Regions from separate parts of the Zea mays genome. Here region 1 is linked to region 2. A link is a contact called in public Hi-C data. All regions are on one chromosome and are shown on one strand. Each heading gives the region's core, a stretch centred on a gene start, on an enhancer-like site or on the middle of the called end of the contact. The rest is flanking DNA. Distances are from core to core; before and after follow the strand shown. Region 1 holds the start of LOC100272758. Region 2 holds the start of LOC100283386.

Region 1 (6,570 bases), core at 3,483-5,982, 170 kb after region 2:
CACGACCCGGTAGCTAGCTAGCTATGAGACTATCTGCAGCGGTTCCCTCTAAATTTCTCCTTTTATATCACTTTTTTGGGTCACATCATAAATAATTTATCCCCTACTTTTTCATCTCTTACAATGGTTCTCCCTAAATACTCCTATACCCACAACAACTATAAAATATCATTTTCTATATTTAGTTTTTATCTACTATCAATTTTTTATCTACTAACAATTACTCGTGTACCCACAACACAGTGCTGTAGGGATGAACGGTGAACCGCTGGATTGAGGAGGAGAGAGAAGAGGACCGGCGCTTAGAGGGCGTGTAGGGGCAGCGCTGCAGGCGAGGAGAGGGAGCTGTAGCCGCTAGCAAGGGGAGGGGGCTGCTCAGCGGAGAGCGCTGAGCTCAGCGCTCTCCGCTGCGGCCAGCCTGACGGGAAGCATACATACATGATACTGTCTACCTGTGATATGGACTACGGCGAGGAATGAATGTGGATTGGCGGTTCATGAAATCCAGTCCGGCCGGCCGGCAGGGCCATGGTCATGCATATGGAAAATGCAAAAGGACAGTCGTCGTCCTGGCATTCAGTGCATATAGAAACTAAGCCCTAGACTAGCAGCCAGTAGCTACTAGCTGCATGCATGTCTTGAGAGCCGGGGCGTGGAAAGGAGTGGCAGTGAAGGAAAGCTACTGGGGCGGATCCGGAGGAGTAGATGCTTAGCAAGTGCGCAACTAACTCCCTCGGGATCAATTTACTAGAGGATTAAACCAAGGGATCAACCGAAATTCCATGGCACATATTATACTCTTACGGCGTCCGTGCAGTGCACAGCGTGTATTATATAATCCGCATGCTCCTCGGATCCCGCACATTCCTTGTTCCTCGCCGACCCAGGAGCAAACTGGAGGCTAATGGTATGATTTGGCTTGGGATTAAGCGAGGAGTACTGCGTCTGCGTGAGGCGGCCGGAATTAGCTAGCTAGCTAGGGATCGGACGACGACGATCGATCGCGCCCGTCTATCGTCTGCAGATTAATTAGCAGAAATGGAGAGAGAGGACGGGGATGGACGTGCATGCCATATGGGGGCAGCAGTTTGTTGCTTGACGCTATTGCCGCGCGCTGTCCCCCCCTCGCCCGCACATGTGCATCGTCATCCCGATCCGCTGATCGATCAATCATCTATCCCCGGCAACGGCCGGCCGTTCCCTGTCGTAGCCTGTAGGTGTACGTATACGTACGTGCTCTGTCTGGCAGCCGCCCGCCCGGCTGGCCATGTCGTGCGCTCAAAGCATGCGTCGTCGTCCCCGGTCCCGCCGTACGTCTAGCGACATGACGGCTGGGCGACGCCGCCGGCCCCCGCGCGCATGCATCGGCCGGCGCGAGCAAGAGGCGCCGCGCGCGTCCGGTGGTGAACAGTGAACTGGTGATGCCGTCGGCTCCATCGATCGGACGGGCATTGTCGCTGGCTGACAGGTCGGGGCGCGCATGGCTGTTCACATTCACCGATCGGATAATAGGGCACACACATTTGTATGTGTCGTCATCTTTACAGCTAGTTTAGGAACCCTATCTTCTCAAGTGATTTTTGTTTTTCTTAGAGAAATTTGTTTATTTTCTCTTGAAAAAAATAGAAATCCCTTTAAAAAATGTAGTTCTCAAACTAATCCTTAAAAGATTAAACTCCACATAGTAAAAAATGGAAGCATCTCAGTCATCAGAGCCGAAATATACAGTACAGTACGTGGTACTGACTACATATCATCAAGAAGCGATGATACATAATTCTCAACGAAAGCGCTGCACGTTACTGGCATTCATAAAGTCACACTATTAAGCATTGATATTAGGTTTGACATACCAAATTTAAATAAAAGAATGTGGAAACTAAAAGCACATCTTCTGGTACCTCAAGGGAGTGATACTAACGAAGGATAATTTAGCAAGATGGAACTGGATGGGAAGGAAAAACATATTGTTTCTGTCATGAAATAAAGACAATTCATCACCTTTTTTATTGCCGATTTGCTCGTATGATTTGGATTTTAATTCACCTTTTAATTCACATGGTGACCTTCTGGATATCTAAACCATGTAATGTTGCTAATCTGTTCAACACCTGACTTAGTGGTTTTGATAGAAATATTAGAAACATCGTCTTACTGGGAGTGGTTACAACATGTTGGTCTCTTTGCTTACATAGGAATGATATCTTTTTTGAATATATATATATATATATATATATATATATATATATATATATATATATATATATATATATATAATTGTTCTCCCTTGCATGTTATCTATACCATTGCCCACTGGCTTCGAACATGAGCTATTTTGCAGAAGACGGAGTTGGGATCTATGGCTGTGAAGGCTACTCATTACTTGGTGCAGGTGGCCAAGGACTTTTTTTCCAGGCACATAGGTGGCGGTCCAGTCATCAGATTGACTACCGTTAGAGTGTGTGGTTTGTCATTTTCTGTTATTTTAAGTTGTGTGTTGTCTAAACAGGGGCGGAAGATGTTTCAATGGCTTGTATCACCTCGATGTAATGTACTTTAAAACTATAAATAAATTCTTTATCAAAAATAATCTCACACCATGAAAAAATAAGCTCACACTACACGACGGTTCACTCACAGTGACCTACGGTTGGTTGCTAAAACGGTCTTCAGCGACCTACGGTTGGTCGCTAAAAACTTTTAGCGACCCATAAGGATGGTCACTGTAAGTGCCATCGCTAAAGGCTTTAGCGGCCGACATCTTTTTAGCGACCGACCGTCCGTTGCTAATATTGTACATTTAGCGACCAACCTTGGGTTGTTGTACTATAGATTTAGCAACCAACTGTAAGTCGTCATACTATACATTTAGCAACCAACAGAAAGTCGCTCTTTTTACAGTTGTTATTAATAATAATATACATTTAATTAAGCACCACAAATCACGAATTTTATACACAAATCATAAAGACATACACAGTTAATCAGTATACCACAGTCATAGATCCATCACATAAACACAAAAGCACCACAATTATATATTCACAAAAGCATCACAATTATAATATCATTCACAACTAGATCATTTATAGATAGCTAGCTAGATCATTCACAAAAGCTCCAGAGATGATCAGTCACAAAAGCACCACAACGACATCACTCCAGCTTGAAGCAGTTCAAAAGCCCACAACTACATCACTAATGTTTCATATTACTCCAGCTATTGTTCAAAAGCCCACAACTACATCACTCTAGCTGCTCCTGAGTAGTTACCACACTCAAACTGAAATTTGGCACACTGATACAGAGCTTCAATCTGGTCAGGACCGATCTACATTGGTAAACAAGGATTAATCAATTCATTAGCATTTATCACAAAACAAGCTATAGCAATAAAAATGCACACCTTCAATGTTTCATCTGAATTTTGATCCTATTTAATATGCATTGTCCTTTCCCTACAGTGATCCAGCAGAGAAAACTCTCACTGTGAATTGTCCCTTGCTAGAGTTGAAAGAACATAAACCTGAACTAGCCACAATGGCGAAATCACTTTTTGGACTATAAGATACAAGGGAATCAACTAAGATAATAGGAAGAACTACATATGTCTATATTCTAGGACACATGTGCTAAAATGCCTATAACATACTAAATTATAGATAGTGCCAATAAAACACATCTCACAATCTACTTACCATAATATGGGAGCTAAAGTCACCATTCAGCCAATTCAAGATTCCTCGCAACATAGTGTACAACTAGGACCAAATCATATGCTAACTAAACACCTAGCCCCTAAGATTGCTCCGATGTATGAGCAAATCAATTTGAGACTTTTTAATGACCGCACAACCTCATAATTTCATAACAACATCTAATAAACACGGAAATCCACAAACCCGCATGCCTAGCCAACCAAAGTATACATGTCTCAAAAACGGGACTTGAGCAGAGGGAGTAGGGGGGAACCCGGACCTGATATCGCTCCTGGAGCATGTGGATGTTGTACTGTTTGTCGGGCCTGAACTCCTGCACGAGCTGCGGGTTCTGGAGGAAGGCGACGAACCGGTTCCTAGCCAGGACCACGGTGACCACCTTCCTCCCGAGCTTGGGGAACGCCGGCTCGAGCGAGTTGCCGCCGACGTCGAGCACCTGGAGGTTGGCCTGCTGGCTCATGTCCGGCAGGTTCCCGGACAGGTTGTTGGACGCGAGAACGAGCGACCGCAGCGAGGGGGCGCTTCCCAGGGACTCCGGCACGACGCCCTGGAACGTGTTGTTCCGCAGGCTCAGGACGGCCAGCGACGGCTGGGCGCCGATCCAGGTCGGCACCTCACCGCCCAGCATGTTGTCATCGAGGACCAGTGTCTGGAGACCGGCGAGGCGCGACACGCCCCGCAGGACCTCGCCGAAGAGATAGTTGCCGCTCATGTTGACGATCTCCAGCGACGCGAGGCGACCGAGCTTGCCCGGCAGCGGGCCCAGAGCTCGAGCCCGGACAGCGTGAGCACCTTGAGGTCGGGGAGCCTGGACAGCGTTGTGACCACGACCCCGATGGAGAAGTTCCTGGGCAGAGGCGGTGCGCCCGCGCCCGCGGCGCCCACGATGTGGAGCTGCGTCACGGTGTCCCCGTAGCACAGGACGGCGGCCAAGCCCACCGGGCCCATGGCGTCGCCGCCGCTGCCGCAGAAGTCGGTGCAGAGAGAGGGAAGAGGAGAGAGTGGGTGGCGGCTGAGGGAGAGGAAGTAGGAGGCGGCGGCCACAGGGAGGAGCCAGGGCGCGCGCTAGGGTTAGGTGTTGGGCCCCTAGTGGGCCGATTAGGATAGGGTTTGTGTTTTTTTTCTTTTTTCGAATTTCCTTTTTACTGTAACAAAAAATATATATACTCTCTAAAAATTATAATAAATCCCAAAAATAATAGTTTATAAATAAAATACATAATTTTCGAATAGATTCCATTTAAATCAACCGTGTGTCACAATAAAACAATAAAAGTGAGATTTTTGCAAATAATTATATACAAAATGATTAACCTTAAAAATTGAGTCAAACAGATTCAAGGTTCAAAACCTTAAAAATCCTTTTTTACAATTCGTTTTCTTTTCCATAATTCTTTTTTTCTTTTCTACAATTCTTTTTTCTTTACTACAATTTAGCGATCAATGTTTAATTGTTTTAATTAATTTTTAGTCACTAACATCTACAGGCACGTTCAGGCTATAAGATTTGATAGTGATCCTTGCTCTATAGCGACCCACCGCTAGTCCCCAAAGACATCTATAGCGACCAACCATAAGTTGTTAAATTTTTAGACTTTTAGCGACCTACCGACCGTTGCTACAAAAGGATTTAGCGACTGATCGTCGCCCCCTAACCTTTAGCAACCAACAGTTGGTATCTAATAAGGGTCGCTAAAGATCAACTGTCGTGTAGTGTCAATTGAAATCACACTACATCCGGCAAAGAAGTTCAATCTAACAAATAAAAGGGGTTATGCTTCATTATATTGCATGGTACAAATATATGATAAAAACCTGTAACACATCCCCACATCTTGGGGTTGCAAAAAGACCATAAAAAGAGATGCTCCTCATATACTACAAACTCAAACAAACTATATGGCCGATTCCTTTAGACTTTGGATTGGAAACATGTAATAACAGTCAACTTTGAGTAACAATGTAACAATATAAAAAATGTACATTTAACCGCAGTTAATAAAAATGATGTAGGGACCTCTATAATGAGTTGATAAAAAATTGATAAAAACTGCTCGTGTTGCTTTCAAGTCACCAAAAGAAGCAGCAGCGCACGACCACAAATCTGACATCTGACATCGAGTAGTTGTTGCCGAGTGTCGACATGTGCATCAAATTAACATGGAACTCTATAGTACCTAACACCAGCTCTAAGGCATGTATAGCAGAGAGACAGCAAAACGGTTCTCCAAATACAAGATATAACTAATCGTGTGTTTGGTTGCCCGCATATGAAGAGTCAGACTCTCCACATGTATTGACCACGACTCGACCTGTGTTTGGTTCGCTGCATCTAGTCTTACTGGCACGCACGCACCGATGCAATTTAGAATTTGTCTAGATCCACAGATACGTAGAAATTAGTCGTACTCAGTGAAACATGCTCATGCGAGCTTGGCTACGCACGCCCATGCATCCAATCACACGGTAAGAGACTTCATTATACAATGGAGTGTATATAAATATAGTCTATTAATAAATACAGAAGTAAATGTGTGTGTACAACATCGGATCGATAGACCAGACAACGAATTAGTACAGTGGGAGGTGAGACGTCTGTTGCTATTTGGGTTACGAGGCAAATGCGTCTCTTTACGGAGAGATGGCTCCACGAATTTTCGCAATTAATCTCTTTAAACATCTCAAGAGCCTCTATATTAATCACCACTATACATACCCTAAGTCGATCATTTGACAAATGAACTGTGCATGCATGGCCTCATCTCTCGATGATCCCATCATCACAGTGGATGTAGGCTTAATTACAAATGCTGCTTCGTTCACTGCCGGAGTAATTAACTCAACCACCTTG
Region 2 (6,162 bases), core at 2,606-5,105:
ATTTACTCCATTCAATATGTCTTGGTACAACACGACCAATAAAGTGGGCTATTAGAAGAGAGTATAAAATGACATAATTTCACCATACAGAGACCAAATAAGAGAAAGTTTGTGAGCTCAAGTTTCTAAAAATAAGTCACATGAACTCAAACTTATAAAAAAGATAGATCAAAATATGGAGTGATTGCTAAAATCAGGCATCAATAAAAACTGGATGCGCTCCATATAAATTATGCTACTTTCTAGCAATTACTAACGTTTAAAACCAATAAATAACCTTTCATTTTCCTGTTAGTGCAATAAATCATTGTTGTTTCATCCAATTTAGCAACCCCAAACATCATGGAGTCTATTGCGGCAATGTGGTCTCAGAAACGACTTCATGCTTGCAAGAGCCAAGAACGTCGTGCCGTGCTTGGGCTGTAGCCTCGGCCCGTAGTGCAGGTCTAGCCCGACACGATTATATATTTTTTATTTTACAAAAAAACATATATATATAATTTATATTCAATATTAAAAACATCTAAGTATGATGTTCTACTCGTTAGACAACTTTATCTAGTGTCTCATGTCCTTCCATCAGGGCAATGGGTTCAAACCTTACCTCCTCCATATTTTTTAACATTTTACGCTGATTTAATTAAATAGACCGACGGGCTAACCCGACACAGTCAGCAGATCAACATGACGTGATTGAACCAGAGTTGTGGCACGCGGCTGGGCGCTGTGCATGCGGGCAGAGGATATAGATGAACGTTATGACCAGTTGAAGTCACCAACTCGTCCAGTGGGCAACTACTCTAGATCGGGCGCTGCGGAAGCAATAAACCGCTGCCGCTGCTGTGGCGTGGCAGCCGGAGGATGCAGCTCTGTCTGGAGCAGCAGCTGCCAGCCACGCCAACAGGTCTGCTCTGATGCATGCAGCTGCCATTCACTGTGGTCTGATCTGACCGTCTGGTCTGACTTACAACCATGGGCACCGAGCAAGCAAATGGCTCGTACCGATACTCCTCCGTTCTCGAGTCTCGAGTTCTCGACCGAGTCTGTCTGGACCCCGAAAAGAAAACATATGCAATGCAACCAAATCCGGACGGTGACGGGTATAGCAACACGTTCACTGTGGTCGGGTGGAGCAGCAGCTGCCAGCCACGCCAACAGGTCCGCTCTGATGCATGCAGCTGCCATTCACTGTGCTCTGCTCTGGCCGTCTGGTCTGACTCAGATGGCCAAACGGTCTGCCTGGCCCGGGCCCGGTGAAGCCCAGCCAAAAATCGGGCCGGGCCTGTTGAGACAGCGGGCTTAATTTTCTGTCAAGCCTCGCCCGCAGCGGGCCTAAACGGGCCGGGCCGGCCCGTTTAGCACGAAAAAACGGACCGAAAAACGAGCTAAACGGGTCGGTAAGCACATTTTAGTGTAAAAAAAACGGGCTTAACGGGCTTATAGTTAAACGGGCCGTGCCGGGCTAGCCCGCCGTGCCTAGTTTCCTGTTCAAGCCCGCCCACTTATTTTACCGTACCGGGCTCGGACCGGGTCAAAAAGCGGGCTTCGTGCCGGGCTCACGTGGCTCGTGCTTTTTGGGCACCGAGCAAGTAACCGTTGGTTGCGCTGGTAAGCAAATGGCTCGTACCGATACTCCTCCGTTCTCGAGTCTCGACCGAGTCTGTCTGGACCCCGAAAAGAAAACATATGCAATGCAACCAAATCCGGACGGTGACGGGTAGCAACACGTTGGCGTCCGCGTGGGCGTGGCCCTTCGTTGTCTGGGCTTGGCTCAACTTCCACGCCCAGTAGCGCATTTTCCCCGCGCGCGCGCGCGCGCGTTGACGGTCGCGCGTGGATGCACCTGTCTGTCATCTGTGGAAGTCTGCAAGCGGAAGCGGAAGCGACCAAGCGCACCACGGCACCACCAGCACCTGTCTCTCGCCATCCGACCTCCCCCCTATGGCCCTATGCGTACCGAGACGGAGGAAGCCACACCAACACCACGAGTAGTGGTACTTGAGGAACTTGCCTTTTCCCGTGCGTCGTCGTAACGGCTTTTGTCGCCTTCCCTCCAACGCAGGACGGGCCGAGACGCACTGGCGGACACCGCGACAGGCCCCGGCCCTGTCTGGCTGCCTGACCGTGACCGGGCAGCAAGCACCGGAGGTAAATGGGCTTTCGACCTCACGTCACGTCACGTCTCGCTCTCGCCTCCTCCGTGATCCTGAACAGAGCAACACGGCACTACCGTGCTGCTTTCTCTCTCTACTTTTTACTCAGGTCACGGACCAACGGTGAAAAAAATTTCACTGCCTATGTTCTACGTATCGCCCGCGCCAGAAGAACGTTACATCAGCATTTGCCAACAAACCATGTACGTACGCAGGTTCAGAGAACGACGCAAAAGGCAAAACAGAGAAACGGCCGGCCGCTAACTGACATATATAGTAACGGAGAACGTCACGGCGCCGGGGCCGCCGCGTCCGCATTGGCGATGGCGTTGGGCTGCACCGCGTCGAGCCACCGGTCCATGGGCGTGCACTCCGCCTTGTGCGCCATCCTCCAGTGCAGCGCCTGGCACGCGCGGGAGCAGTAGTTCACCACGCCGCACACCGAGCACCGCCTGAACTCGTGCCGCCGCGTCTCGGGCCGCCCGCACAGCGCCTGCGAGCACAGCCGGAGACCGCCAACGCCGTCCTCCTCCGGCGAGCCCGCCGTCCCGGCGCTGCCGTTGCCGTTGCCGCCGGGCGTCAAGCCCAGCGGCCGCGACGCGAACCAGTCCACCAGGAACCGGTTGGCCGCGTGCGCCTCGCCGGCGCGGCACCCCAGGTCGCTCATGAGGAGGCACGGGTGCGCCACCGAGGCGGCCGCGAGCTCGCGCGCGTTCGCCTGGATGAGGAGGCGCCGCCCGTCCAGCACGGACCGGCGCACGCCGTAGCCGTCCTGCAGGCAGTGCCCCAGCTCGCGGAGCGCGTCCACGTGGCCCCGCGCCGCCGCGCGCGCGCACAGCGCGGCTCCGGCGCGGAGGTCGCGGTCGTCCTTCCCGCCGCCGCTGCCGTTGAACTGGATCACGGCCAGCGAGTACAGCGCCTCGCGGTGCCCGCCCACCGCCGCCGCCGCCATCAGCGCCGCGCCCGAGCCGCGGCTCCCCAGGCAGTAGAACCGAATCTGCATGCACCCACCCACCATATATCAGCTTCGTCAGCGCGATCGATCCCTCCCGACGTCTAGCTAGCGTCAAGGCGCCACAGACGATTCTTTGTCCTCACCATGCCGAGAAGGTAGCAGGCTTCGAGGTTGCCGGCGTCGGCGCAGCGCTGCAGGAACCGGTGCGCCTCGTCCGACCAGGCCTTGGCGCGCACCGAGAGGCACCGCGGCGACGCCCGCGCGAGCACCACCACCTTGCTCCGCGCTACTAGCTCCCTGAATCTCTTGCACCTGCACACACGCGCGAACACACATCCAGGTTACAAATCCAAGCACCGGGCACCAGAAGACAGGCGCGATATACTGGACGTACGTACGTGAGCATGGCGCCGGCGAGATCGGCCGGCGAGCCGGCGGACGCGGCGACGTCCCTCAGTATGGAGACGACGAGATCGTCGGGCAGATCCTCGAACATGTCTCTGGCGCCCAGGCGGACACCTGGATCTTCGGCAGCCGCCGGCGATGCCTCGGCCGCCGTCCTGCGCCTCTTCCGGCGTTGCACCTCCGGGCCCTCGCCCGGCGCCGCATGGCAGGAGTAGCAGGCACCGCGCCTCGTCTTCATAGCCGTACGTTCTTCTGTGGCGAGCCGTTCCTAGTTGCGGTTCTTTGGTGAGGAGACAGAGACACAGAGAAAGAAGAGGAGACGGGGTGCCCGTGTGTCCGTAATGGCGAGGGTGGAGAGGAGGGGCAGCCATATATAGGAGGCCCAATGCAAGGCGGGCGATGAGGAGGACAGGGTCGTGGCCTCGTGGGGTGCGACGTGCGAGGAAGGGAAGAGCCGTTCTCCACTCACTCCGTTCCGTTGCGAGATTGGATTTGGAGGTGTGGCGCTGGCGCCGCGCCTGCACACGGTCAACAGCGCCGCTGACCGGAGGAGGGTTGCTTCAAGGGGAGCACGCTTGGACGCAAAGCCTCTCCTTTCTTGATACTCCCTCCACACTTTCTCTCTCTCCTGTCGTTTTTTTTGCCCCACTCTCTCTCTCCTCTCATCATCTTTTCCTCTCTCCTCCTCGCTCAGCTTTTGAAGCAAATATTTGTTTTTTTTCTTTCGTTCCAATTTCCTTCAATTTTAAAGAGAGAGAGAGAGAGTGGACAAACCAGAGGTGGTGGGGGCACTGATGGTTGGGCCCATTAATGATTCTGGTTAGTGTGTGCTATATCTTTGACAGCCTTAAATTTCTTCTTTTCTCTCTCTCCTGTCACGCATCAAAGCAGCTAATGGAATATTTATAGTATTTATCATTTATATAGAACAAACTAACACTAGCTGAAGTGGTTAGAAGCAAGGTTTTTAATAGCTAGCTCTAATGGTCGATATATCCTGATATATCCTTTTTAGCAGCAAAAAGTTACGTTGTTTAGCTTAATATATTCAGCTATATCGCGATATATCCTCATACGACTCTCGTTGAGCTCACGAGGAAGCGACGCACGGCGAAACTCACACTTTAAAGATGTATATAGTGATTTGCATTCTTCTTGGCTTGGCTTTGCTTGGTTTATTTATTCGTTGATGGTCTTATTTCCCAGTCCCAGATGACAAAGGAGGGAAAGAGAGAGAGAGAGCGTGGGGGCCATCAGAGGTTTGTTCCTTCTGTCCTGATATATATGGTTGGTTTGGTAACACCACCAGCAGTCACATATATAGCTAGGGTTGGTGACATGGACATGGAGCTTGCTCAGATAGTTTTGGCATGGCACCAACATGGCATGCATATGCAAGGCTGCGGCATGCAGCACGCACATAGGGTGCCTGCGATTTGCGGGCTGGGGGTTGGCACGACAACAAAAAAAGCCTTGCTTCCTTGCTTGGATTATTGTGACCGGTGGTGGTATCTTGCTACCAATTGAAGCTTTGTTGGCTGCCTAATTAATTTGGTGCCACCCCTCCGTACGTGACATAAATTAACCAGCCGGCCGGCCTGCCGCGGCGATGGTTTTGGCTCCAAGGAAATGGTTGCTTAATTGAGCGCATATCACATCGGTGTGGGTCTTACTACTGATTTTTGATTAATTAGCCAACCTGGTTTTACGCCCCCAATGCAATGACGATGATGGCCGCGTGTATGAATGTATGCGATGATGCTTTCAGACAAGGATAGAGATGTCTTACACGACGACGTTCCAGCGCAAGGGAGAGCGCGAGGTTTGGCTTAGGTTACGCCATTTGGCACCATTGCCACAAGTTTCCCGGGCCGGGTAAGGAGACGCGCGCGCGACAGTGCGACACTAAGGACTAGTTTGAAAGTTCAAATACCGAAGAAGATTGGAGGGACTAAATCCCCTCCTTATTCAACTTTGAATAAGAGAATAATTTTAGCCTCTCTAATTCTCTCCAGTTTTGTGACTCCCAAACTAGCCCTAGTAAAGAGGTCTACCATGCATATGTGATTTGGCTGGTTATTAGTTGACAGCTACTGTTCGGTGAGAACTTACCTGACATATTATTATTTCGTATCGCGCCCATGTTTAAGTTTGTTGATCTGTTGGTTAACATGCTCTTAAATACAAAGTAATTGTTTAAACTAACCCTACAACAGAGGGAAACAGCTCTCATAAACAGTCATGATTGAAATCGTCATCTTTGATTGATGGGAGGAAGCAGCTAGCTAACTATCCACAGTTTTCTTGCTAATAAATACGCGCTGAGCCTATAGAAATACTAACGGAGAGTACAGCGAGACATTTTGAAGCTAGGGGAGAAAACTGACAAGGTGTCAAACATCGAATTGGGTTGGGTTGGTCCGAGCCAACGTAGATCAGTTTTGATAGAACATGCCACTACCGGAATCGTGTTCTTTGCCGAGTGTTTAAGACACTCGGCAAAGACTATTTTACACTCGTCAAATTCTATAACTTCTCGGCAAAGAATACTCGACAAAGAATTCTATAACTTCTCAAGATCTACAAAATTTATTTTAGTTGTTTGGTCATTTGTTCATCTCACATGATAGTTCTAACAATATGCACAAA

What was found. A called contact is a pair of places that touch in the nucleus more often than the background predicts.
Region 1: a Hi-C map of tassel shows a contact between it and region 2, with 2.2 times the contacts expected there. The contact joins the promoter of LOC100272758 here to the promoter of LOC100283386 in region 2. A contact is called at or near these places in 6 of 25 Hi-C or Micro-C datasets (bundle sheath, ear, endosperm and 2 more).

Annotation. Positions count from the first base shown.
Region 1 is chr10:111,350,773-111,357,342 of Zm-B73-REFERENCE-NAM-5.0, forward strand. It overlaps LOC100272758, which reads right to left and starts at 4,733. Exons shown (of 2, transcript NM_001319979.1): 1 at 3,979-4,733; 2 at 3,015-3,331. The coding sequence starts at 4,431. The coding sequence ends at 3,242.
Region 2 is chr10:111,179,817-111,185,978 of Zm-B73-REFERENCE-NAM-5.0, forward strand. LOC100283386 reads right to left here and starts at 3,856. Exons shown (of 3, transcript NM_001367102.1): 1 at 3,507-3,856; 2 at 3,252-3,420; 3 at 2,281-3,150. The coding sequence starts at 3,751. The coding sequence ends at 2,443.